Regions from separate parts of the Mus musculus genome. Here regions 2, 3 and 4 are each linked to region 1. The links are chromatin contacts, called in public Hi-C maps. All regions are on one chromosome and are shown on one strand. The core of a region is the stretch at or near the end of the contact, and the rest is flanking DNA. Distances in the headings are between cores, read along the strand shown.

Region 1 (6,350 bases), core at 1,485-3,984:
GGAGAGGCTGGGACTGCCAGAGTCCACAGCTACTATGACCACGTTGAACTCCCGGGTGGTCTCATAGTCTAGTGGGGCTGATGTGTGCAGGAAGTACTTTTTCTTGTTTTGATCGCCTTCTGTGTCGCTGGCTGGCTTAAGCTGGAAAGGAACGTCTCCCACTACGGTACAGGTGACTACCCCGTTCTCGCCTTGGTCACGGTCGGACACCTGAACCAGGGCGATGGGGGTGTCCACCAGGACATCTTCGGCTACGTTGGCCACCCCGTCCTTAAGTGGGATGCGCCCTATCTTGCGAATTTCGATGGAGGGAACGTTGTCGTTCTCGTCTTTGATGTTGAGGACTACGGTGGCCTTATCAGTCTTGGGGGGCTGCCCGCGGTCACGGGCCATTACTGTGAATCTCAACTGGTTCACTTCCTCGCGGTCGATCCGGTGTAAGACACTGAGCCAGCCCGACGTTTCATCCAGGCGCAGTAGCCGTCTTACCGACTCGGTGGCAGCCCCAAATACATACTCGATCTGTCCATTGACCCCTACATCCAAATCGGTGGCGCGCAACTGTAGGATGGGGGTGCCCGGAGCGCTGTTCTCAGCCAGGTCAGCCTCATACACGCTCTTCTCGAAGCGGGGGCTGTTGTCATTCACGTCGGTGATGAGCACCCGCAAGATGGCCTGCGAAGACCGAGGTGGGTCGCCCCCATCGCGCACTCGGAGGGTCAGCTCATAGGAATCTCTCTGCTCCCGGTCCAGCGCCCCCTTCACGATCAGCTGCGGTTGTTTCTCGCCGTCTGGAGTGTCTGCCACCTGAAGCTCAAACACACTGCTTCGGCCACTAGGACTCGTCCCGCCGCCACCCTCAGGCGCGTCCAGCCGCCGCTTGGAGCCTCCAGAGCCGCCGCCGCTCGCGCTGTTCCCGCCGCCCCCTGGGTAGGGGGCGCTGTCCGCCGGCCCCAAGCGCCTTCCCTCGCCGCTGCCGCCGCCACCCCCGGGCTCCTGGAGCAGCTCGTAGCGTTCGATGCCATTGCGACCAAAGTCACGATCGGTGGCCGTGGGCAGCAGGTAGAGCGTGCCTACAGGCCGGTTCTCCTCCACCGTGAGCGTGAGCACCGGCGACGGGAAGGTGGGCGTGTTATCGTTGATGTCCAGCACGATGACCCGACCCTCAAACAGGTCCACCCAGCTCTGTGAGGGCCCTATCACCGACACCTCGAAGTCCAGGAAACATTCGTTCTCGTCGAAGATCATCTGACATTGGGGCAGCTTTTCTCGGTCGATGCGCCGCTCACTGGTGCTCAGCTCGCCGGTGAGGTTGTCAATCTTCAGATACTCAGAACCAGACTCAAGGCTGAAAGTCACCTCGCCGGAGCCGGTCACGATGCCCAGGTCCGAGGCCACATTGCCGATCCGCACGTCGGCGGGGCCCTCCTCGGCCAGCCGGTACCGGAGCAGCTGCTTGGCGGCGGCCAGGCTGAAGCAGAGCGGCAGAAGGAGACAACAGCCCAAGCACCAGCCGCGCGCCCATCCCGTGGTCCGCATCCTCAGCATCTTCTCTTGCTGCTGCTGCTACTGCTCCTTCTAACCACAACCCCCCTCGGCACCCCCCTCCTCCGGGGCTGGCCGCCTGCCCTCCCCTCGGTCCTCCTCTCCGGGAAAGGAAGAAACGAGAGGGAGGGGAGGGAGGGGGCCAGAGTAGCGCGTAGAGTCGGCCGATGGGAGGGGGGCAGCTAGAGATGCTTCTTTTTTTCTCCTCCTGCTTCTTCCGAAAGTTATTGTTTCATAATTCATGCAATGGGTGCTAATCGCCCGCTCGCCGGCCACCGTTTACTCGCAGTACTCACAGTTCACGGGACACTGCGCGCCACGGGCTCGGTGCCCCCACAAAGTCATCCCCGCAGTGGGAAGATACTGAGATCCAGTCTCCAAGCCCTGGGAAGGGGCCGGAACCGCTTCTGCAAGAGGGCGGCGGAGCCTGGTAGCGGACTAGAACAAACCTGCAGCCTTCCCCGCCTGACAGCAGCGTTAGTCCTTACTGCTACTCGAGTTAAGTCCAATTCACGTTCCAGCTACTCACTCTAGACCCAGGCTCTGTTTAGGCTCCCGAGGTCCAGACAAACCTGAACCGCTTCCTGCTTCAGGCTCTGGGGCGAGCAACAAGCCAGTCTTAACTCTGACTCCTCTTAAGCAGCCGGGAAGCCACTCAACATATCTTGAATGAAAAATTCCACGGCAGGTCGCTTCGGGCAAGGTGCAGCGAAAAGACGCCTCGCGTCACAGCTCGGTCCGCGACCGGGTGCTCCCGGCGCGCCAAAGAGCAGCCCGAGCCATCTTCAGAGACGCCCAGAGTCGGTCGCTTCTCACCCCGAAGAGCTCCGGTTTCTCTTTTTTTCTTAACAACTCTGCGCAAGGTCATTAGTCACGAAGCCGCCGCCTGAAACCGCAGCAACCATTCGCCCGCGGGGGCGAGAGCCGAACCGTGCGCACCGCGCGGTGCCCAAGTTTGGATTCTCAGCCGCAGAGTCCGTGCCTTCCCTCACCTGCATTCGGCCCGCGTGTTGGAGCAGTGGGATCTGCAGCGCTGTGCGCGATTCAGGGAGGAGATTGCAGCCTCTCTCTCTCTCCCCGCTCTCTCTCGATCCCTCCCCTCCCTCCCTCCTTCTCTTTCTCTCCTCCCTCCTCTTCTCTCTCCTCCCTCCTCTCCTTTCCCCTTTCCCCCCCTCTCTCACTCTCTCCAGCACAGTCTCTCAGCTTCTTCCAGTCTCAATGCGGGGAACTCGAGCTGAACTTGATCCCTTTGCAGTTCAAAGGTGAGCAAGCCTGGCTCCGTGCATCCGCGCGACACTGGCCCGGTGAAAGCTCACGACCGGGCACTCCTAACGGCAATTAACAAAGATGCCCAATTCTGTCCGGATTTCCAAAGAAAAGCCAAAGCCACTGGGGCGGGGGTGGAGGGGGAGGTGGAGTCAAACAGAGCTGCCAAGTAGCTTAAAAAAAAAAAATCTAGTTTGCCAAAGGGAGAAAAAGTGCCAGTCGGCTGTTGTCTCGGAAGTGCCCTGGCGCGGCGGGTGAATTCCGCAGTTGTCTCGTCCGCTTTCGCGTCTAGCAGAGTCTGGTGCGCGCGCTCCCGCCGCCTCTCTGGCTGTGGCTGTTCCGAGACACCGAATCGCTCCGGGGAAGCTCCTACTCTCGCTACCCACTAGCCGGAAACCCGCAAGTTTGCATAAACTGGTGGTTGTTGCGGAAAGCCCGCGGGCTCCGGAGTCAGACTTGACTCCGACGCTGCAGCGGCGGCGGCGGTATCCGAAACTACACAGTTGCAGAGAACCAGGGAGGAGGGCCCAGGGAAGGGAGGCGGGAGGAAGGACTAGCCAGCCGCGGCGCTCACCGAAGCCAGGCTTCGCTTCGTGGGGCCGACTGAGAACTGCCCAATCTCAGCCCCGATAAGCCAAAGTCTAGTCTCCTTAGGCAGTTTGGGTGGGGGTGGGGTGATTCTTTTTCCCCCTCTAGGGCTGGTAGACTAAACCCGGCTGCGTGGGTAAGAGCTGAAGTGAGGGTGTTAGTATACCTTCCTCCCACGTCTACCCTCAGACGATGCCCCCCTCCCGCCCCAACTCCCACCCGCAACGTGTCTTCGTTTCGCAATTTAGCATCTGGGTTAGTGAATTGCTACTGGTAGGCTGAGGTCGATGTCTGAGTTCCGAAAGCCAAGCTTGTGTTCTGCCAAACCGTGACGGGCTGCAGTAGTGAAGAGAGAGCATCAAACTCCAACGAGAGCCAGAGAGGATCCTTTTTTGGAGCCCAGACTTTGGAGGTCTGGGTTGGGGAGGGGAGAATGCCTGCCTTTGTTTAAATGCTTGGAATTCCTGTCATCCGGCTCTCACTGGGGATAGACCGTGTGTGCACGCGCCTGGGGAATAAAACACATGCTAGAAGCCTGGGTATTATTTTCTAAGCAGAGCCTGCAGCTTTTAGTAACCGGCAAAGTGTAGCGTCACCTATCTGGATATAAGGGAAATAAACTTTAATGGCAACTTTGTGTACCGAGTATGCTTAACCTCTTTTCTCTCCTTTTGACTTTGTGCCTCGTGATCCTCCCTGCCATTCCCGGGCGTGAGGCTTCCCCGGTTCTCACTCATGACCACCGCAGTCTGCCAAGTCAGATCTCAGGGCTGGTGGTGTATTTCGAACCGAAGCCCACTTCTCATGTATTTCACACTGTCAAAATAAAGACCCTCTACCGAAAGATTAAGAAAAGACGAAGGTAGTAGGTGGAGTTTGTGTCGGGTCCTTACTATCTCGGAGAATGTTGCTAGGAATTTAAGGGTTCCTTTAAAGACGAATTTGCATGCCCGATCTAATGCTCACGGAATCAATTTTACTCTGAGACCAGAGGAGGCAGAATGACTTAAATAAGTCAAACACCAATAAAGTCTAGGAGCAAAGGAAGCGCGCGGTTGTTTGGAGGAGCGCGGCGAGGAGTGTGTTTGGGGGCGGGGGAGCGACAGTGGTTTCCAAAAGCTCTCCCAGGAGGGGCGGGGGTGGAAGCGCGGAGGACGGAACCGTGAGTAGTATGTGCCAGGAGCTAACGAATATTTCCCTGTCCCATAAAGCAGCATCTTTCCGGGAGGGGTGGCTCCTCCTCCTCGGCGAGAACGGCCTTCCCCGTAACCCTCCGGCCGCCGCCACCAGAGCTCTCAGCTCTGTATCTGCAGCATCAGCGAGAAAAGCCTGGCGCGCAGGCTCAGTGCGCACCGCCGCAGTCTGAAGGAGGGGGCTGGCGCCGCAGCGCCTCAGCGGCCGACGAAGTGGCAGTAACGCGATGTCCCCCTCACATTTGGAAGAATAGAGGTTTATCTGAATGCCAGCTTTCTCCCGATCCAGACTGGAATGGGAAGGGGGACGTCACCTCCACTGCGAGGCTTTGCGCTGTGCATTCCGATGCGTGGTAGTGTGGCACTCACTCCCCTCATCGCCTTACTAGAATTTTGCAAACTTCAAGCAATCGTGTGGGCAGAAAGACATTATGCACTCCCTCTTCCCTTGTCAGACCATAAACTTGAATAACCCTCCTCTGCCTCTTCAAGCATTTTCCCGCCGCTCTTGACAAGGGTGGAGGGAGGGACTGCGTGGTCTACTCTTGCCTAGAGTTTGCATATATTTCCTCCCCACGACGATTAGGGGACAGGGGTGCAGCGCGTCCTTCACACTGTAGTGGTTTCCTCTGAGAGAGGGAGGTAACCTCCTCTCGCCCTCCCCACTTATCCCCACCGACTCTGCCGCGGAGCCAAGCCAGCGTGGGAAATGGGTCCGACGTGTGTTGCATGGATAGCAGCGCGGCCAGGCTGCTGTTGGGCCGGGAAACCTTGCTCTGCTCCCTCCCCCACCAGTCGCCAGCTCCGACCTTTCCGCCAGAGAAGTGGCAGCTCCTTTGCCGCCTCCCCCTCCCCCAGCGGTTCCTGTGGACGAGAATGGAATGGGCGGGAAGAGGGTAAAGGGGGGTAAAGTGGGGTAAAGGGAGGTAAAGGGGGTGACACCCTCCTAGCGCCCTTGCGGCGGCCGTTGCTCCCAATCCTCTTCCGCCCCCTGTCTGGGCGCTCACACCACTGCTGTAGCCTCCAGCCCGTGTGCAGGGTGAATGAAGGCGAGCAGTAGTCCCGTCCCCCCCCCCCCCCCGCCCCATTTCCGCAGTCTTAGAGCTAGTGTCACAAGTGCTCAGCAATTTCATTAAATGGAACCCAGGGACTTAATCCTCCCAGTAGCAGACCTCACCAGGGGAATGTGATATCCGGATTCGCTCCCACCCACAGACCCCACCCGGTCTCTCACACCCGAGGCTGCTTTTATCGTCTCAACCTGAGAGGCAAGGTTCACGAGGAAATGGGATCAAAAAGTGTAACCGGCTGCAAGAAATTAAAGAGGTTGCAGTTGCTTCTGCCGCCGCCGCGGCTTCTCTGGCAGACAAAACCGAAAAGGAGTAGTGTTCTAAAGACTGCCTTCATCAGTAACAGGACGTCATCATTTGGAGGGAGCAAAATGTTTTAGGGAAGATTGAAACGTTTACGATCTTTTCTTTGTTATTTAAAAGGAAATGCCCCGTGATAAGCATACATGTAAAATAAAGCAGACATAAAAATGAAATTAATTAAAATCCAGATATCCCATGCTAATATATGTCAAAGAAAAATCGGAGTGCTTTTCTTTGCCAAACACCGTCCTCCAAACTTAACAGTTCAAGTACTTTTTCAGTTAAGAACGTTGGTGACAGAGCAGGGTGGCAGGGATAGTATTTGGGGGTCCCTTAAGTGGCTTAAGCCTTTTAAAAATGAAGACTGGCAAAAAAAAGTAAGGAC
Region 2 (7,043 bases), core at 1,030-3,529, 3.5 Mb after region 1:
TTTGCAGAATGCAGTGGGAGCAACATTAGATTTCAGTAGTCACATAAGGAAACTAGACTAGCTTCTCCAGACAGAGAGACTTTGTGAGTCATATGCAGAGACACTCAGCCATCTCAATTACTCCAGTCTGACCCCCTGAGGCCAGACATGTCAATGAGTTGGACTTATGACTTACTATGAAATTTTTGAGACTATGAAAGACCCCAGCATCCTCTACCTTGTGCTTTAGAATGTTAACTTCTTGAGAAGAATCCAGACACCATGGGAGAAGTGAGACTACCTGAGCACCGCCACAAGAAGAAGCCACACAAAAAGAGATGTACCACGGGCCTCCCATCTTCCAGCCATCCCAGTCAGGCCTGATGTGAAGAAGCCATCTTGGACACCTAATTTAGTGACTCTTAATATGACTTTAGGTCATCCTTGATAGCAGGTTATAACTTTGATCAGAAGAGAGCTGAGACAAGGGTTGTGCAGTTGAGACCTGCAATACACACACACATGCACGCATGCTCGCACACATGCACACGTACACACAGGCATATGTAGCTATAAATTTTTATCTTAAGCAAGTAAGTTTTTAAATTCTTCTTCTACAGACCTACAGTAACCAAAATCATCTATAGGAAGTAGTACCTAAGTAAAGCATATCTACTTCCATGACAATACCATATCAATCATATGTTGAAAACATAGTATATTCATTTGCTATGGCCATTATAACAAATTAACACACACTGTGGCCTACACAGTAGAAATTTATCCTCTCAAGAGTCTTATTAGAGACTGCAAGCTCATAGTCAGGGATTTAGAAGTTTGGTTTCCTCTGAGGCATCTCTCTTCTGCTTGCAATGGCTACTTTCTTGCTTTTTCTTCTCATGGCCTTTTCTCCTTATACATGAACACACACACACATACACACACACACATACACACACACACACACACACACGCACACACATACATACACACATACACATACACACACACATACACACACATACACACATACACACACACACATACACACACATACACACACAGGCATACACACACATACACACACACACACACACACACACACACACACACACACACACACACACTTGCTTTCTTCCCGTGTATCCTAATGTCTTTTATAAGGACACCAGTCAGAATACATCAAGGCCTGATCTCATTTTAACTTCCTCTTCAAATACAATCATATTCTGAAGTAATGGGAGTCAGGACTTCAACCTATGAATCCAAAGAGAGGCATTCACTGCTCAGTGTGAAATACTTTGTACTGACCAAAGCAGTGTTGCTCAAGGCTGCCTCCACTTTGAAATAGCTTCTGTCATCTATAAATGAGCCTGACTCAATAAGCAACGGAACGGGGAAGGGATACAGGGACTTATTTGAATCTGAAGAGGATTCGCATGGATGACTCTGTGTTGTACACGTGGAGTGAAATACCTACATCCTTTTATGACTCTCCATGGCTGTTTCTGTCTATCCTAGAGATACACTTGCCATGTCTTGTCACTGTCACTTTAATCCCTAAGCCAGGAGGAGATGGGATGACCATTTATCCCTCTGCAGGCCTGTTTGGTCTATGGGCATGAACCCAGCACAGCTAGTGATACAAGAAAGTCAGAATTACCTTTCATTTGCCTGCAGTGCTCGGACTCCAAGGAGGGGATGGAGGAGTTATAAAAAATGCTGCAGAGAAGCGGTAAAATAGTAAATACAGAAAGCCCTCTGGAATAGAGTTGTATCACACACACACACACACACACACACACACACACACACCATCTCCTGCCCTGGGAGCATGTCCACGGCTCTTGCTCTCCGAATAATACCCAAGTCAGCACTACAAGTCCACAGAATTATGTGATTCTGTTGCCAGTATCCTTATTGATTTCCTCGCTGCCCTGAGAGAAGCTGTATAGCCTCCCAAGGACATAATCTCCCATTTTCACAGAAGGAAAGGCCCTTCTTGACAGAGACCTGGGGAGAGTCTATTAGCTCACTGTCGCAAGGTGGGGGGTGGGGGTGGGGCGGGGTGCTGCAGACCAAGCCCAGGCAGCTTAGTTTGCAGGCTTTTCCTTGCCACCTAATGAGTCCGCAGCCTTGACCCGCAGGCTTAAGTTCTTCACCCCTGCTTTAAACGTCGCCCAGAAGCTGGGCCCTTCTGTGGGTACTCTAACATGAAACATAGCCTGAGTTCCTTGACGCTTAGTTAAAGCTGACTTCTGCGAGTTTCTGTGTCGCTCTCCGACTGAGTCAGCATTTCATTCTGGACGTCTGTTCTTGTTCCAGAAAGAAGCGGCTGTGGATGAACAGATATGCGTGCTCCTGAATATCATTACAGGAGTCAAACTCTCCACCCGCCCCCTCTTCTCCCACAGCATTTCACTAACGGCCTGGCCCTCTCCCTCTCTCTCTCTCTCTCTCACGCTGGTGTTTATGGAAGAGGCTGGAGAATCCTCTGCCCTGTCCGCCAGCTTCTCATTCCCACAGGAACACACTGAGCAAGCACTGAGGGAGCTCCCACTCTGCACCCAGGGGAGAATTTCAGAGGAGATAAGCCAATTGGAAAGAGGTTAGGGACTTACGTTGGCATTGCATTTTTTAGCAACTTTTAGCTTCCAGTTTTCAGGTTTATTTAGAGTTGCTTGAAGCTATTTGCATAGCAACCTTCCTGGTCTCCTTCCTCCATATGCTATGAACTGTACTGAGAGCCAGGACCTCCAAGTCCATACACAGCACGTTTTCTTCAGAAGGTATTAGGACTAGGTGAAGTCGTGAGAACAGAATCCTTATGTGTAGGACTGGTGTCTTTATGAATCCTTTCTTCACCACGAATGGACAAGAAGACTTCCATCCTATCTCCATCACATCTGAAAGGGAAAACAGACTTCTATCTATGAACCGGTAATCAGGCTCTCACCAGACTGAATTGTCCAGTCCATTGACTTTGGAATTTGTGGTCTCCAGAAGTATACTAAGTAAACCTCTATTGTATAAGCCTCTCAGATTGTAGTGTTTTGTTACAGTCACTGCACTTACTAAGATAAAATTGAATCCAGAAGTTGGATCCTACAGTAGGAAACACACACAGGTACTGGAGAAGTTTATCGCCCTAGAGAGTTTTTGAGATATGTTCTAGAAGCCACCTAGGTTCCCACAGATAGACTCTGGGTGATGATTCTGGTGAAAACTGAAAAGGGAAAGGCCCACGGAACAGTTTCTGACTTCCAGATTATTTGTGGAATCCACAAGTAATCACACAAACAGGTTATTGGAAGAAATGTGGGCAGGAAAGATCATTCCGATAAGCTCTCAGGAGCAAATATGAAACTTGTTATGCAAGACAATGGGCAGACAGTAATGTTGCTGTAAGTGGCAAATTTGGGGCTGAATTTTATTCATGTTCTAGACATTATAGGAGGAAAAGATTATGAGCAATGAAATTAATTTTTTTTCAGAGTTCTGGATCTAAAATCCAGGGCTCTGTGTACATTAAGTAAGTACTATATCTATATCAATGAGCTATGTCCTCAGATCTAAAATGAGGACATTTCTGATTGTTGCCATTTCTATTTCTTGTTTGTTGAAAGTTTCACAATTTCTACAGCATCTCATATCTGTCCACAATTACCTCCCTGCTTCTCCCACTAGCATCCCTCCTGCCTCCCTCCCAGCTTCACAACCCCCTGTCTTTGTCATTAAAAGACTGATGATATTTAAGTCAGCTGTGGAAAGGACTGCTTGGTTCCCCTTGACTAACACTGAGCAAATGGCAGGATTGGAAAAGGAGCCAAGGATGGAATTAGAAAGCAGAAGAAAGTAGGACTTGGAGATTTGAAGTTTCTCTGTCTGTTCACAGTGTAAAGCATAAGACATTGTGTTTGGTTGAGGCTGGGAACTGCATAGGAAGGAACGCTTTGATAAAGCCAGCGGTGTGGGCGTGAGCCTGGCATTTACTCAGCCAGCCCTGCAGGAAAAGCAGCAATCTGACCTGAAGTAAAACAACATGGGGAAAAAGACAAGGAATTTATCCACCTCCTCAGCCTTGCTAGCTCAGAACTGTAGAACTCTTAGCCTTCAACTTGGCCTACTGGGCCTGAGAAGGCCCAACAGGTAATTGGAGGCTTCGAGTCTGTATCAGTCTCAAAGAGGGCACCTTTACTGCCCTTTGAATAAACTAGATTACTTCTCCCCAGCCCTATGGCAATCTAGCTATCAAGCAAAGTATTGCAGGACTAATTAGAATTACAAAATGATAATGCAGACTCCTGGAAGTCACCCCAAAAGATTCCAGTGGCTAGACTATGTCTTGTTCATAGCCATCTTTTACCTGACACAGACACACAGGAAACCAACATTTGGCCAGAGGGAATACAATCAGAGCAAACCCTGAGAACACACAGCCGGGCCTAGGAGGGTCTGTGAGCTCAGACCCTCCTGCCACAGCTAGGCAGTGCCTAAGTACACCACAGAAAAACCTACAGAAATATCCACATTGGTAATCAAATTAGCCTATGCTAACAATATTTTCCCAGACTCTCCTAGAAACATGCAGTAGGTCACCTGTAGGCATGCACTCTGACTACTAAGGGAAAACGTTAGCAACCAAGTGGTCCTTGGGAATTAGAGCACATTTAAGTTCTGTAGACTCAGGAGTGTTAAGCTCTCTCTCCATAGGCATCTTGCCCATTAGCCAGCCTGTGCCTTGATCCAATACCCTTGAGGGCTCTGAGCAGCAGCTTTACAAGGGTAATTGAAAGGGTAGTTCTGGCTGTCTATTTATCATCTCTTGATCACCTAACACCATGCTACCTATTAAGATGAGCTAGGAGAAACTGAGCTAAAGGTTACCTCAGCTGGAAGCTATTCAGCAAGCTATCCAACAGGAGACAAACAAAGCAAGATGTTCCTTAAATCCTCCCATTTTGGACCAATCTTTATGTGCTAATTAATCGTGATTACTCTATATAGTAAGCATATTTGAGGAGATTAATCTGCACTAGCCTTGGGTAGCATCCTAATTAACAATCTGCTGACGCAGCAGCCTCCTTGTAAGTGTAAATACAGTGTTGCATCCATTTGCAAAGCCACGGTGTGACTATACATTAGGCAACACACTAGTGGATACTGCACCGCTCTGTTAAAAATGTCCTGTTCACTGACCTTTCTGACTCCCCTCTGAGCTAGATGGACTCCTATTACCAAGTACTGGTGGAGTGTTACTCGGGTTTTCTTAGGGTATCTTTATCAAGTGAGTAAGATGATAGATAGATGATGATGATGATAGAAAGAACAGATATATAGATGAGGACTATTCAGGTGATGATATATGAAAGATCGATGATAGATATAATTAGATAGATAAATGAGAGATAGATACATAGATATATAGATGATAGTTACATACATAGATAGATACATAGATTCATAGATAAATAATATAGAAATAGATAATAGATGGATACATAGATACATAGATGATAGATAGATAGATAGATAGATAGATAATAAATAGATCATGATCAGAAAAATATCATGAAAAGGGGAAACTTCAAGATGAATTTCTCACAACTTTTCATCAGCCTTTGAGTTGTTAGCTCAAGCAGATCGAAGCAAAATATAATAGATAACATATACTCTTGTCCTTATTCAGTTTATTAGTAAGTACATAAAAAAATAGAGTCACTGAAAAGAATGCATGTCTGTCCACTCGTATCTACCTAAGCTATACCCAACTTTGGCCTTGCCACTCCTACTCTGTGCACTAACAGTTTCTAGTTTAACATAAACCTCCCACACCATGGGGAAAGTAGAGGAAAAGCAGAAAATAAAAGATTGTCTTTCTTATATCCCTACCTTAAGCTTAGCTTGATTTTTTTCATAACTGCTCACCTTAAGCCTTATGAAAGAAAAGGGAAGTTTTGCAAAGACTGAGTTGAATGGAGGAGAGGGTTGGCATTGGCAAGTGATTGTTGTTGCAGTTGCAGGCTAGGGAGCAGATAATAGAAGAATACTTTCACCTGAGATCCTCCAAAGGAAATTAACAGAATGAGTACAGAATAAAGGGAAAGAGGTCACAGAAGTTAGCACAGTGTGGAGGGAGGGAGGGGAAAGAGTAGTGTGAGCTGGGGAAAGAGAGAAGGGAAAGAGAAGAAAGAATCAGGGTGGGTGAAATGAAGGAGAGGAATGTGACTTGGGATACAGTTTCAGCCAACTAGACAGAGAGGGCTGATGCCTACGTAGTGCTTCAGATTAGTGATTTAGATGCTCAAAAAAATGTTGAACTTTTATATTTTAAAAAAGAAAGATTCTTCATATGTGTTAGATAGTCTATTTTGGGCATTTTCTGAGGAACGCCAACTCCAAGACAGAAATCAGAATGCAGGAAACATGAGTGTCCTCTCAGGATAACACAGAGGGAAAGAACACAAAGAAAATGTATTTAGCCCAGAATTATACATAGATTTATTTGCAGGGGAAATTATTAAGTTTCTAGTATGTGCCAGACACTAACTACTGAAAGTGAATGCTGTCATCATTTAAATCTCTTAAATCCATGCCCTCTTGGAGCTTTTTTGTTCCAGGGGGGAAAAAACAAAAACAAAAAACAGCCAACAAATATACATCTGTAACCTAAGGTTGGTTACCTCTAACATCACACAGAAAATAAAGCACGATTGGAAGACACACTGATCTACTTGGTGACATCAGATGAGATAGATCATCAAGAAAGACTACTGTGACCAGAGTAAAGCATGCAAATATACAAAGTAAAGCATGGAAGAAGGGAGGGGTGAGCCATACAAAAATCTAGACAGAAAGCATTCAAGGAACAGCCTACAACATACGTCCAAGAAATAACTCTCTGGAGCTCCATGATATGGAATTCCCATAATTCATTAACCTACATTTTAATCAATGAGTGTTCAGGATGCTTCCAAGTTCTTCCCATTGCTAAACTACTTTTTAAAAAACCATCTCTGCATGCATTACTGTTTACTCTGATTAGTGTGCAATTACCGGGGGAA
Region 3 (7,095 bases), core at 3,426-5,925, 3.6 Mb after region 1:
CATTTCCTTCTGACCTACTTTAAAGTGAAGCATAAGAAGAAAAGAGAAAGTTCACTCTTTACCAATGTTCTCTTCCAAGACTCCTCCCAAACGCCAGTATGTGACTGCTCCATAAACAGCCAAGACCCAGACCCGTGAATAAGACTCCAGTTATCTGCTGAGTCTCCTTTTTCAAGGGTTATCTATTTCCCCAAATAATGGGAATCATCTTTTGTTCCTGAGCCAAGATTATTTTGGGGAAAGCAGGAGAATTGAAAAGAAAATTAACTAACATCTTTTCAGACCCTACCTCTCACCTCACCTCCTCTGCATACCCAGCAGGAGGCTGCCCCCTCTATCTGAGCACCAGCTACTTAAGCCACTCAAGTACTAGCCTGCAAATGATCTCCAGCCTTTCTCGTGACTGATGGAGAAAATCCAGAAGCAAGCCTCCAAGCAGCCTCCTGCCGTGAGCCCTGCTCCTCAGCTCAGCAGCGTTTCTGTCATCCCCTGCTCTCCGGCAAGAACTGTGCCTTTCTCTGCATTTTATTTTGAGCCAAATACATTCCAGGCAATCCTGAAAAGAGATGATTATTAACTGTTCCCACCCCAACGATGCTTTGTGGCTTAATTAAGGACAATGATGGCTCTGGGGGACTGAGAACATATTGGAACACCAAACCAGTCTTCACAGATTCCCCCACCAAGCAGAAATCAGGGGGAGGTGGAGAGGAGACAAGGCAAACCCGAAGGTTATCAAACCATGGCTAAAGTGTCTGTTGTCTAGTTCTAAAAGGAGAGGCAAAAAAAAAAAGCAAGACTGTGCAGCCATCCACCCATAGAGAGGCTTGCATACACAAAGAGGGAAAGGGAGGCATGGTTGTACTCGTACTTCAGTTCATAGCATCAGCAGAATGGACCTAAATCATTCATTTGTGCAGATAAAAAGGTTGGGCTTCACACATGCACGCACATTCACATACACAGACACAGACACACACATTCACACACACACAGACACACACACACAGACACACACACACACAGACACACACACACACACAGACACACACACACACAGACACACACACAGACACACAGACACACACACACACACACACAGACACACACACACACACAGACACACACACACACATGCACACACACACAGACACACAGACACACACACACACACACAGACACACAGACACACACACACACACACACACAGACACACAGACACACACACACACACACAGACACACAGTCACACACACAGACACACACACAGACACACACAGACACACACACACACAGACACACAGACACACAGACACACACAGACACACACACACACACACACACACACACACACACACACACACACACAGACACACACACACACACACCAGGAAGGTTTCACTGACAAAGAATGTCCGGCAATAAAGTGGTAAGTCTCTTCTCAGCAAACTCACAGCCCTCTGACCTTGCGCACTGAAGGCAGCTCTGGCTAATCTGAGCAAACATGAGTGAGCCCTGTCAAGTTAAGGTGTGTGCCAGCCGCCTCTGGCAGACCTTTCTGCTTCCCGCTGATAGATGGTTACACGCAGCCACTCCACTTAGCATGCTGAGTGTCAGAGTCCCCAGAGTCCTCAAAATTCCCCTCGCCATCTATCACTGATTACACCATAGTAAAGCAAACATAATAGGTCCAATTCACGTCAACTGCACAATTGGGAGACAGTTTTAAATTTTATTCCGTAATGAGGGCGGCTTTATTGTTGAAGGTGCTGGAGGAATACAAATCAGGAGATTTCCTGTCTATAAAAAGGCCAGTATTAGAGTCTGGAGGAATGTGAAGTTGAGAAAAGGGACTCTTTCCAAGATTTATGTGTAAATAAAATGGGAGCTTTACAAAGTGAGGGAAGAGAACTCCTTGATGTGGCTCTCCTTTAGAAATATTTATACAGGCCTGTGAGCCGAGTCCAATAACTCAGAGTCGATATGGGAGGTGTTCACAAAAACATATCAAATATTAAAGCCCCCATTTTACAGAAAAACACCTTCTGTGCTGTATAGGCAGTGTAGGGTTTAAGCAAATGTCCCTTTGTTTTCCACTAAGAAGAATTGGAGCTCCCCTTCGTTGGTTTTACACTCTAGGAAGGAGGACGCTCCCTGTGTTGGAGAGTCAGGAAAAGTATAGAAAGGTGAGCACCAGCCTGGTCCTCAACAGACCCAGAAAGATGGCAGCTGAGTCTCCAGGCAGTAATGTAGAAATGAGGGAGGCCGACACCAGCTCTGTGGTGTAGCTCCATGGTAGAACCTCCCTAGCACATATGAAACCCCAAGGCCTATCCTGGGCACAGAGGGAAAGGAGGAGGCAGAGAAGGGATGGATGGAGGAGAAGGGAGAGATGAAGGAGAAAGAGGATGAAAGGGAGAAAAGGGAGATGGGGAGGGATGGAAGGCAAGCTTCATCGCTAGCACTAAGAGCAGGTAGCTGACACAGGTGACTGACACAGTCTTGAAGCCAAGCAATCACTGGCTGCCGAACTCTCCACACAATGTTACTGTCCTCTGCTTAGAATGCTAATGGTCTTTCCTCTTCTCCGAAAACATCTGTGGCACCCTTCTGACTCTCCAAGCCTATCCTCCAACTTCCTCCTACCCCACTTAGGCCTCAGCCTGAGCTCTGCTTCCTGTTCCAAGTCTGGCAGCCTTTGCTCATGCTGCCAACGACAGCTCAGGCGTTCAACAGGGGAGCCGGGTTTGACACAGGACTTGAGTAGAGGCACAATTGTCCAGAGGTGGAAATACAGACCTGCTGCTTCTCATAACTAGATCCCTCAGCCAGAGGTGACAGTGTCGACAATATACACCATGTATAAAAAAGCGCCTTGAAATTTTTCGCGACACTAGAAAGGTTGTCAAACTTTCAACACTCCAAGAAGGCGGATATTTATTTGCTCTCACTCACATTCCACTTAGCAGCAGCAGAGCCTCTGGAAACCTGGCCAGGACACAGGTCCTGCTTCTGTTGGGGGAATCATTTTAATTACCTCCAGTGGGGTGAAGCTCAGAGCCGGAGGCTTTGGATAGAAGAAACTCTGTTCAGACAAAGGTGCCCCAGAAAGTCTTGGTGAAAGATATCCAACCTCAGCAAAGGCTCTGAGGAGTCAAAGGGCAGAGAATGACTCCGACTACAGAGAGTGATTTAGTCACCGGAATAAGAGAGCTGGAGGTTTCACGTGCTCGGGCAATATTTCTGCTTTCTTAAACAGTTTTTAATTGGTTACTTTTGCATTACTGTGGCCAAGTATCAAAAAGAGCTTTCAAGGAGAGATTTACTTGTTTTGTGTTAGAGACGTCAGTCCGTGGGCGGTTTGGCCCAGGCAATTAGGTAGAGCATTGTGGAAAGGAGAGTTGAGCAGGCCAGGTGCCTGGGTCAGGAACATTGTAAACTGAGAGAGTCCTTGCGGGGTGGGTGGGAATTACCATAGAGGACTGTGGGCTGCTCCTCTGCCTTTGAGAGCTAGGATCCAGTCCATGCTGCCAGGGAGTACATGGGCGAGCAGAAGACAGAGCTAACATGACCAAGGCTCACTTAGAACCAAAGCTACCTTCCAGCAGACTGAGACTTCCAGCGGCAGAGGGACAATGGGAAAGCTGGTATTGGCTTTGAGACACTGGGTATTAAATTTAGGTATGCAGGAGAGTCAGGACCCCAGAGAGGCAAGGATGCTGTCCTCACAATCCAACAGTAAAATGAAAGGACTTGGCACAGTCCGTTAGACCCTCGGGAGAGTCAGTGTTTTCTCTGTGCCATTTCTTGTGTCTGAGGGCTTGTGGAAAAGAACTCACACCTGGTCTCCCCACAGGAGACCTCATCTTGCAAGCCACGCCCACCCGCCTTCAAGCCCCACCCACCTGCTTGCATCCCATATTGTGTTCACCTTCACTCACTGTAAGGAAAACCCTCCATTGCAGGGGCCATCATCATGTTGATACAATGTTACACACATCATTCCATCCCTGAAAAAAATTGCCCCCATAGGACCAAAGAACAGCCTGAGGGACACCAGAAGCCAGAGACCTCTAACTAGGAAGGATAGCAGGTGCTAAAAGTACAAAAGGCTCCAAGTTGTGGCTATGAACGGCAGAGTCCCGTTTCACACTCGACTGTCAAGTACATTAGCCAAGACAGGAGAGCACCTTCAAAGCCCAAAACACCAAAACCAAGGAATTAACTCACTGAAATATTAGTGGGTTGCGCTTGAAGACGAAATTGAATACTTAATATTTGTCTGTTGCCTTCCAAAGCAAATTGCACAAAATAACTCAAAATGAAATATTTAATTAGCTACTCTGAAATGGATTTGTTTTCAAGCCATTAATCTAATTAACACACCCAGCTCCCCCTGTACAGCACTGGCCTTGTTCAGACGAAGCCGGGATACAACTTGTATCTGTCTACTCGTGTACATGGCTATCTCTAAGAGCCTCCCCCTTGTCACACAGGCTATTTTCTGCTCCCTTGCTTTCTGTATTTGTGGGTAGCATTCATTATGAACAAAACAAAACAAAGACACTGCTCCAAATGAGGACCATTTGATGTTTCGAACTGTACAAGCTAAGGGCTATTTATCCGATGTGCACTGCAGCTGTGGCATCTGGATGCATGTGCACATGCACACCAAATGAACAGCCCGCATAATCGTGACAATTATACTTTGCAATATGTTCCCTTTTCAACTATTAACTCGGGAAGCTCCGAGGAAAAAGAAGTAGGGCGAAGGGGGTGGGGGGGGGGGTGGACCGACCTCATTTTGCTCCTTTAAAATTTGCAGCTTTGTGGGATCTACCTGCTTACCAATAAATTTAGGACTATTGATAATACGCTGTAATAAATTTACGAACAAAAATGATTCCCGCTGAAAAAATTACATAATGAACAAGTTTGGGGGGGCGTCAGAATGAAGAGCTGAGAGAATGCCAGTGCAATAGTGCCATCTAGAGGAAACAGTGGGGAACCGCACAAGCTTTTTTTTTTTCCTGCTTGGTGAACTGCAAGCCAGTAAGGAAAGCGTGACAAGCCTCTCTGTATATGATTTTTAAACGATTCAAATTCAAGACCACAGGTCTTTAATTTTTTTTTCTTCACTTCCCTGGATTTTGAGAGGTTGAACAGAGCATGCTGGCCAGGAGCAAAATCAGAACTGGGGAATTCGGACCTCACCCTCCATTCCTGAAGGTCTGAGCAGCCCCAGTCTTAACACTACCTAGTCTTTCTGTAGGCTCTCACTTCAGCTTGCTTGGGTAGTGTGGTTTGAATGTGAAATGCAAGTAGGCTTGGCTGTTCTGCCTGGTACCCAGCTGGTGGCGCTGTTTGGAGATGCGGTGGGAACTTTGGGAAGGGGGAATGTCTGGCTGGAGAAAGCATGTCCACTGGGAGGGAGGAGGTTCAGGGGCACTGCACACTTGAACTAGATCTGTAGTCCTGCCCACGCCGACCCCCCTTTTTATCATGAGACAAACAGTTCTATACCATAACTTCTGCTGCTGTGATGGTCTACCCAACTGTCTGGGCCAACCACTGAAGTCTCTAACATAAGCTAAATAAAACTCGCTTTCCTTAAATTCCTGTAGTCTGAAGAAAGCATGCCCGAAGGCCAGCTTTGGCTCAAACAGCTAGCCTGTGACATTTAGAGTGTTAAAAAAAATGTTTTTCATGTACACTGGTCAACCAAAAAGAGAAGAAACCTAGGAGGTTTGTTACACGTGTAGACATTTATCAAGTGAGGTTTTGTGCCCTGTGTCGAAATGCCAGTCTAGTCAGGTACGTGGTCCTCCCTCTCTAATTCAGAGGGTGCAGGGCTTAATGAAAATAATCTACTGCATACAAATGCACTAAGTTATTCCCCTGCCTCACCACATACTCTGAATCGACACCTGAAAATTCTCCAGCATGAATTGTGAGAGACACAATGGAAGGGAAAGGAAGGGAAAACAAGGGCCAATAAGCAAGAAGATGGAACAGTCATCTCAGACTACAAGCTGTCGTATAGCAAAAGGTGGTTGTAATCTCCAGTTTCATCGTAGCCTTAATGAACAAGGAAGAAAGTCACAGCAGGCGCCACAGGCTCCCGCAACTCCTCAAAGAATCCTGTTCTGCCCTTGCACAGCATTAGAGCTAAGATGGCCCCAGAACACCAGTGAGACAGTGAAGAAAAACTGAGGCCAGGTTGGTGGCCTTTTCCCCATCTTCATGGAAGTCTTAACAAGCGACGATGCTTTCCCCCTTGTTCCCACAACCCCTCGCTGCTTCTGAGTAACCTCATCAGACAGAGCTTTCACTGGGGCACAGTGACAGTGTGGCAAGGCATTTAGGTGGTTAGGATTGGCTCAAACACTGTACATAAGCTTACACCTTGGGCAATAAACTCTGATTCACCCTGATGCTGGGGGTCTCTGGAGTTTGATTCTGGGGGTTAGTCATCTGACTCGGCCGCCTCTCACCCTCCTTCCCCCATCCTCAGTCCTGTTCTCACAAAAATTAGCAGTGCCTACAACACAAAATAACCAAGAAAAGGAAGAAGAAGAAGAAGAAGAAGAAGAAGGAGGAGGAGGAGGAGGAGGAGGAGGAGGAGGAGGAGGAGGAGGAGGAGGAGAAAGAGAGAGAGAGAGAGAGAGAGAGAGAGAGAGAGAGAGAGAGAGAGAGAGAAGAGAAGAGAAGAGAAGAGAAGAGAAGAGAAGAGAAGAGAAGAGAAGAGAAGAGAAGAGAAGAGAAGAGAAGAGAAGAGAAGAGAAGAGAAGAGAAGAGAAGAGAAGAGAAGAGAAGAGAAGAGAAGAGACAAAGGCTACACACAACACTGCCCAGTTCTGCACTTGTCTGTTAACCAAATACATTGTTTCAAATAACCAGCAAAAGAGCTGAGCTATGGCCAAGGACTAACGACCCCTGTGTTCTGTTCTACTTGCTGATCAAATAGTTGCAGATTTCTATTAGCACAGAACAAAGGGAGCTAAAGCACACATATTATAAATCATTTAGCTGACTCCACTCTTAACTTTCCTGATCATTTCCTCACTCATTTTTTTAAAAAAATTTTTAATTAGC
Region 4 (6,333 bases), core at 1,037-3,536, 3.7 Mb after region 1:
AGGGGAAAAAAAGAGATCTTTTATAAACAGAAATAATTCCGAGGTCAACATTTCAGCAAATTTATTAAAAAGCACGACAGCACAACTTCACTTTGTGTGATGATCTTTCCCACTAAGAATCACTGCGTCTTTTCAACTGTGCCATAAATAACTACAGAGAAAATTAAAAGGGTTACAGCTTATTAGAAGTCCATCTGCGCTGATTTCTTGATGTTCTCAGTAAAACATACTTGCTTGAAGAGTCAATAAACACCAAAGTTCTAGATCACTTGCCTCTCTGTCAATCACATTTGTTAAGGCATTATGTAATCAAACATTTCTGCCAAAGAGGTGGGGGGACCCACACTACTATACCATTTAGAAGCTAACGTTCCACTCCTAGGGGAGACAATAAGCCCTCAACCTACACTCTAGTGTAGGTTTTAACTAGTTTAACACTGTTCCCTTCCACACTTGCCATATTTTTGTTAGAAAATAACTATTTGAGCATGAAACCACCCAATATATCCCTCCCTACATACTACGTCCCTAAAGATCATTCTATAATCCTTTATCCAAGGCAACCAGTGATGACTTGCCTGGTTCAACTGACCAGGATCTGGTAAGTTTTTTGAGTACCTTGAGTATGCTAATCATTATGCTCTATACCCTCCAACTCTCAAAGTGCCTGACAATGCTTACCGACATCCTTCTTCTGTCTGCAACAGGAAATAGCCTGTCACAGAACTCAGAGGAAAGCTGCTATGATCTAAAGACTCCTGAACACTTTGCTGAGCAGCTGTTAGTAACTCCCAGACGCCTGTTGGGCTACCACTGCAGTTAAATTAACAGTGAATCATCTTATTCCTCTTTAATCCTGCTGTTCTTCCAGAAAACCTAGAGATCTACCTTAAAAATAAACACAGCAGCAAGAAAAATAAGTTACTCTACCTCCAGCACTGTGCCCCAGGAAATCATTTCAGGACCTTTACATCACTGCTTAAACCACACCAGATCAGTTATATAAGACAACGAAGGCTGTAAAAGCATACAATTTTCTACTTAACCTTACCAAACATATTTGCAAGTTTTCAGTAAGTGCTAGAACGTTCTGTGTTTAAAAAAGGTACTGGTGCACTCCATCAGAACTATGCTGCCCAAATCCACGTCACAAATATCCTGCACTTGGTAAATTGTAGGTGTGTTTCTGGTTACCTGCTGCGCTTTCTGCACCCTTTGTCACCCAGTGATGCTCTCAAACAGCATATACTTTCCATCCCTTAAAGCGTCCTCGTACCCCCACAAAAACACACCAGACTTTGACGTTTCTTCATACTAACACAGAACCACTAGTGCCACTAGGTGCTGTGGCTCTCAAAGAATCTCTTCAGCAGCTTCCCCTGGGACAGGGCGCTCAGCCCGGCTCTCGATCGGTAAGAAGCTGCCAGCCGCCTTTGCAAAGGCAACAGGGGCCAACTCCATACCGCATTGCTGCTGCTGCTGCCGCCGCCTACTTTCTTTGGCGGCTTTGGGAAGAGGGGAAATGAGCCCAGTCCCCTACAGACCCCACTGGTCCCTTCGGCAGCACGAAAGAGAAACCACTGCATTGCTCAGCTGGGAAGCTCGCAGGAGCCCACTAAGGGCGAAGAAAGCACAGTAGAGGCGCCAGTCGGTGGACTAGGAAGGCGTCCGAAGTGCGACGACCGGCGCCAAGGCAACCGCTAGGCGCCCTCTCGGGGGATGGGGTCCTGCCGGGAGTCCCGCCAAGCCTGCCCGTCGCCCGCACGGGCCTCACCTGTCAGCAGCGCCTGGCGCTCGCCCGCAGCCGCAGCCGAAGGAGACGCCGCCGCTCCGGCCGATCCCGACGCGCGCCGCCCGCGGAGGTGCCGGGGCACCAGATCGCATCCGTCCGCCACGCCGGCCACCAACAACCCGAAGAGCAGCATTGCTGCCCAGCGCCGCCGGAGAGGGCGGCCCGAGGCCCGGCCCGGTGCCACGGCGGGAGGAGCGCTCACAGGAGCCGCCGGCCACTCGCTCACCGCCAGCTGCCCGGGGCCCGGCCGCCTCGGAAGCGGACTCCCGCCGGGTGCTGACCCGCTCCCTTCACCGGCGGCCCGCGAAGCTCGGCTCGCCGCCGCGTTCATTGGTTCCGGTTATTTAAAAAAAAAAAAAAAAAAAAAAGTGGGGGAGCGCAGTGGTACGGCGTCTTCCGACCCAGCGCGACACCCGCGCAGCTGCCGCGGCGACACCGGGATCCGCTGCTCTGGCGCGGCCAAGCCCCAGCCCAGCGCCCGCGCCGCCGCCGCGGCGCATCCCCCCGCCCCCTCCGGCCCGCGCCCGCCGTAGTACCACGCTCGGCCGGGCCACCTCCCTCCCCTCACACACTCGCTCTCATACCAATCCCCCGCCTCCCTCAGCCCCGCCACGGCGCAGGCGCAACGCCGCGGCACTGCGCGTGCGTGGTCGTGGGCCCCGCCCCTAGGGGCGTTCCCAGACCGATAGGCGGGGCGTGGGACAGCCGCCCAGGCTGTGCTTCAGGAGCCAGAGAAGCTGAGCGGGAGGAAGGAGTGAGTCTCGCCCACGCCGTGATCTGATGATGGGCAGCCTGGAGACCTGGATAAAGCGTATCGACGTCGCAGATCCTCTGAGTGCTTTAACCCCGTGGGTCAAAAAAAACCTTGCAGTGGGAAACAGCGGCCTCCCCTAACTTGGATGTTGGTGGGGGTTACCGGTTGCCAGCTTTGTAGAAGCGGAGGGAAACCCAGCCTAGCTTTGTATTTACTTGACAAACATTTGGCAAAGCGCATACCTTGTGCCAGAGTGCTAGGAATTTCTCTAAGCAATTTACAGTGGCATAGTGTAACTCAATCTCATCGCCATTTTACATGTGACGAAACCCAAGCGCTGAAATGTTAAAATAGCTTAACCAACCCACCGGCCCATAGCTAATAAATGGACATGGCCCGATTTATCAACTACTGAATGGAAATGTTCGAATAATGTGCTCTAGCTTCTTACTATTTTCCATGCTGACACTGAAGGCAGTCACTGCCACTCATCTGCCAAACCACCACTTCTATAGACTGCCAGCTGAACAGGTTGCCCCAACTACAACATAGACTTGACCATTTTGCTTATCTGCAATGAAGCAGTTTTGTGGATGCTCTTGCAATTCTGCTCCAGATCCAATTGATCTAAAAGGGGAAAAGAACCGGAATCTATTTCTTCAAGTAGATGCTACCATTGCAATGGGACTATGTTGTTGTTATTGTTGTTGGCTGTTTTTTTATTTTGTTTCAATTGTGGTAGGAGTCCTCAGGATGTGACCCAGGTAAATGGCACTCAGAGGCAAGCTACATACCTCAGAGACCCATATCAAAGCATTTCTTCAGAAAACCTTTGAAATGTAAAAGGAGGTGTTGAACACACACACATATTTAAGAACTCGAAGCTAGGATTGTTAAGAACATAGGTCTGACTACTGTTGGATTTTGTTGTTGGCTTGCAGTTTAGATCAGTTTGTTCCAGAAGTCAAGAAGTCAAATACATAACAATTCCTTAGGAAGCTTGACCAAAAGAATGTCGGGTAGTGGAAGAGGAAGATGCACACTGCAGAAAAGAATCAGGAATAATAACAAGGCTAATCAACCACAATTATTTCTTGACATACTTCTTAGGGGCATTATGTTGGAGGGTGGGGCCGTTCCTTACCGGGCAACAGTAAGTTTCTATTTTGCTTGCTGAAAGGCAGTGAAGCCTTGTGTTTGCTGAGTAGACAGAACTGCTAGGCACCGGATAACCAGGAAGTAAATAAGTTCCTTTCCTACTCTACAGGAGGCATCATTTAATTCATCAGTATTTACTGAACATCTCATATACGCCGAGCAAAGTATTATACGGTGGGGTATTATATTCAGCAGACTAAGAAACACTTGGAAATGTCAAATAAGTCAGAACTTGAAGCTCTAAAATTGCTAACAGTCCTTTCCTAGGGAACTTTACCATCTTGGACAGGAGATACAATTTTTGTCTATTACCTTATAGATTCTTACACGGTTCTGACTCGGAATTAGTTCCTAACGTGGGTAGTACAAACTATGTTACAGCAATAACAATATAAAACCAGGAAAAACTAGCAATCCACTGGGCCCGAGCTTCTTTAAACAAAGATGGCATACGATTTCTTTCAAACACAGGGCACACTGAGACCCGATAATGGATTTGGAATCATAAATGTTTATTTCTCTCTAGTGGGACCACAGGTAAGGAACCAGCATTCACCATAGCGGCCTCTCTCAGATAGACACGGGCTAGAATAAACCCTCTATTTTATAGATCTGTTTTATGGGTACCGATGTTTCTGGCTGCGCAGCCGTGGTGCACACTGTTACTCAGGGGCACATTGTTCCGGTGCATCATAGCATAGGCCTAGGGAACAGGCAAGAGCAAGTCCATTACTTTGAAAAAAAAAAAAAAAAAACCCATCCGTAGAATTAGATCGAGAATTACACTTGCAAAGTGTACACATAAACACAAGACTTGAGGCGGTGATAATCACGTCCTCTGCCCAGGTTCCCTTTCCTTTCCCTGGTAACCTAGAGCTTCCTGCCTGGTGCTTCTCTTGCCAAATTCCATCAAAATCTTCCTGGAACCCCTTTCCCTTGTTGGCCACCCTACTCCTACAGCCCAGCCCCCTCCTTTAAAGTCCAAACCTCACAACTTGCCGTGTATCTTCAGAATGTGTTCTCGGTCTTATTTTAACACAGTCTTGACTTCGTGTCTGATGGGCAGCTTTGAACTTTGTTATCAGACCAACCTCGTAGAAACCTCAACTCCGGCTCTTCTGTGTGACGCGTAGGCAAGTTAATTAGGAACCCAATTATACCTGCACCACAGAATTATTGGTGGAGTGGAAAAAATAGTAACAAAGAAAGCCTTCCCTGGGTCCCTGGCACCCAGGTGCTTTGTACTTAGTGACTCTGGCCTCAGGCTCTGGGCGTGTATGCTAAAGGTGCTCCTAGGTTAGGATTAAACGCATCTCACTTTGCCTAGGCTTTTCGATTCTGCAGATGAACCCAACTCTCAGTGCACACCCAAAGCAAAAGAACTGCACTGGCTCCTCCCCATCTCTGGAGCAAACCCTCACCATCCTCTATCCTTGCTCCCCCACGGCCCACACAGCCTGCCTCAGGTTCCAACTAGGAGAACCGGATCTCCGCTTGCGAGCTCAGGAGCCTCCCCGTAGCAGCGCGCATGCCCACGGACTCTGGCGGCCGCCACAGGTGCGCGACTCTGGCACAGAGCGCGCCCGGGTTCCGTGGGCGGACCGTCCGCGCGCGCCCGACACCCGGGTGATGACATCACCGCGTGGGCGGGCGCAGTAGCTCTAGGAGGGAGCGCTGTGGGCGTGAGGCGGGATGAAAGTATCACCCAGGGGAATTCCGACTGAGGTCGCGCCTGCCCACAGCTTCCCCAGCCTGACTGTGACCCCAAGGAGTGGGGGGTTCTTGCCACATCAGGGTAGAGGAGCACCGTGGACAACTGCTCTTTGCTTGCCCTTCTTAGATAGCTTCTGGGGAAATGCAAGAAAGAGTCCTCTTTGGGGAAACCGGGTTATGAACTGGACCACTTTCATAGCTTCCCAGGAAATTAAGGTCCTGAGAACTTTGAAATACTCAAAGTAATAACAGCTAATAGGGTTTCAAGGTAGAAGCAATGAAAGTTAGCAAATATGAGTATAGTCTTCAAGTCGTGGAGTACATTAAAGCACTAAAAGGGCTGGGGCCGGGGGTGAGGGGGGGGGGGCGGAAGAGTAGTGAAAGTTGTTCACTTGTAAGCCACTTGCTACCTCAATCCAGTATGAAAAGGTTATGCCTCACCCAGTTTACTGAGGGTGCGAAAACCTGTGCATCTTTCTCTGGGGAGCAGAGAAAGGAAGCTTTTCTAGAGCCAGCCCACAAAAGAAAGTCAAATCTACCCACCAAAGCCAAGTGGATCAGTGTTTTGTGACTAATCAAAGTCAGTGTCCTCTGTTACTGGTTAATTTGAAGTGTTGTGGGAGAGATGTTGATATCTCTGATAAGTGCTAATGCCTGTGGTAGGAACGGTATTGGCATTTCCTGTATGAGTGAAACTGGATGAAGAGAAAAGTAAAAATGTCATAGCTGAAAATTACCAGATTCAAATAATGGTGCAAACTAGAATGCCAGCGCTTCAGACGGTGGGTGGGGCAATTATGCAAGAGATAACACATGGCTTGCACTCTCACAAGTGTATCTGATAGCAGGTGAGACCGGAAAAAGTAACTGATGAGGTGCAAAAATATTTATGTAAAATGCAAGGAGCCATGCTTCT

What was found. Hi-C and Micro-C count contacts between places; a contact is called where the count stands out from the background.
Region 2: a Hi-C map of cerebral cortex shows a contact between it and region 1, with 5 times the contacts expected there. The contact joins the enhancer-like site here to the promoter of 4932441J04Rik in region 1. A contact is called at or near these places in 1 of 39 promoter capture datasets (cranial neural crest) and 4 of 484 Hi-C or Micro-C datasets (the G1E-ER4 cell line, cerebral cortex, cortical neurons and 1 more).
Region 3: a Hi-C map of cerebral cortex shows a contact between it and region 1, with 4 times the contacts expected there. The contact joins the enhancer-like site here to the promoter of 4932441J04Rik in region 1. A contact is called at or near these places in 2 of 39 promoter capture datasets (cranial neural crest and hippocampal neurons), 7 of 484 Hi-C or Micro-C datasets (B cells, the HL-1 cell line, adipose-derived mesenchymal stem cells and 3 more) and 1 of 115 datasets of contacts at active chromatin or transcription factors (embryonic forebrain).
Region 4: a Hi-C map of cardiomyocytes shows a contact between it and region 1, with 5 times the contacts expected there. The contact joins the promoter of Stim2 here to the promoter of 4932441J04Rik in region 1. A contact is called at or near these places in 1 of 39 promoter capture datasets (cranial neural crest) and 5 of 484 Hi-C or Micro-C datasets (LSK cells, cardiomyocytes, embryonic stem cells and 2 more).

What each region holds. Positions count from the first base shown.
Region 1 is chr5:57,714,303-57,720,652 of GRCm38.p6, reverse strand. 4932441J04Rik (RIKEN cDNA 4932441J04 gene) reads left to right here and starts at 2,734. Exons shown (of 5, transcript NR_015588.2): 1 at 2,734-2,807. Pcdh7 (protocadherin 7) reads right to left here and starts at 2,572. Exons shown (of 3, transcript NM_001122758.2): 1 at 1-2,572. The coding sequence starts at 1,548.
Region 2 is chr5:54,236,682-54,243,724 of GRCm38.p6, reverse strand. No RefSeq gene overlaps it. Among named protein-coding and RNA genes, the nearest start is that of Gm10440, 110 kb to the left of the region's middle. Within about 2 kb of position 2,279, at least 8 of the 459 cell types and tissues checked have an H3K27ac peak or open chromatin away from gene starts, as enhancers often do. A contact at or near this core is called in cerebral cortex, where this site is marked.
Region 3 is chr5:54,152,926-54,160,020 of GRCm38.p6, reverse strand. No RefSeq gene overlaps it. Among named protein-coding and RNA genes, the nearest start is that of Stim2, 160 kb to the right of the region's middle. Within about 2 kb of position 4,675, at least 32 of the 459 cell types and tissues checked have an H3K27ac peak or open chromatin away from gene starts, as enhancers often do. A contact at or near this core is called in cerebral cortex, cortical neurons and hippocampal neurons, where this site is marked.
Region 4 is chr5:53,994,476-54,000,808 of GRCm38.p6, reverse strand. It overlaps Stim2 (stromal interaction molecule 2), which reads right to left and starts at 2,286. Exons shown (of 12, transcript NM_001081103.2): 1 at 1,775-2,286. The coding sequence starts at 1,925. It overlaps Gm30601 (a long non-coding RNA gene), which reads right to left and starts at 5,558. Exons shown (of 2, transcript XR_376962.2): 1 at 4,692-5,558; 2 at 4,196-4,407.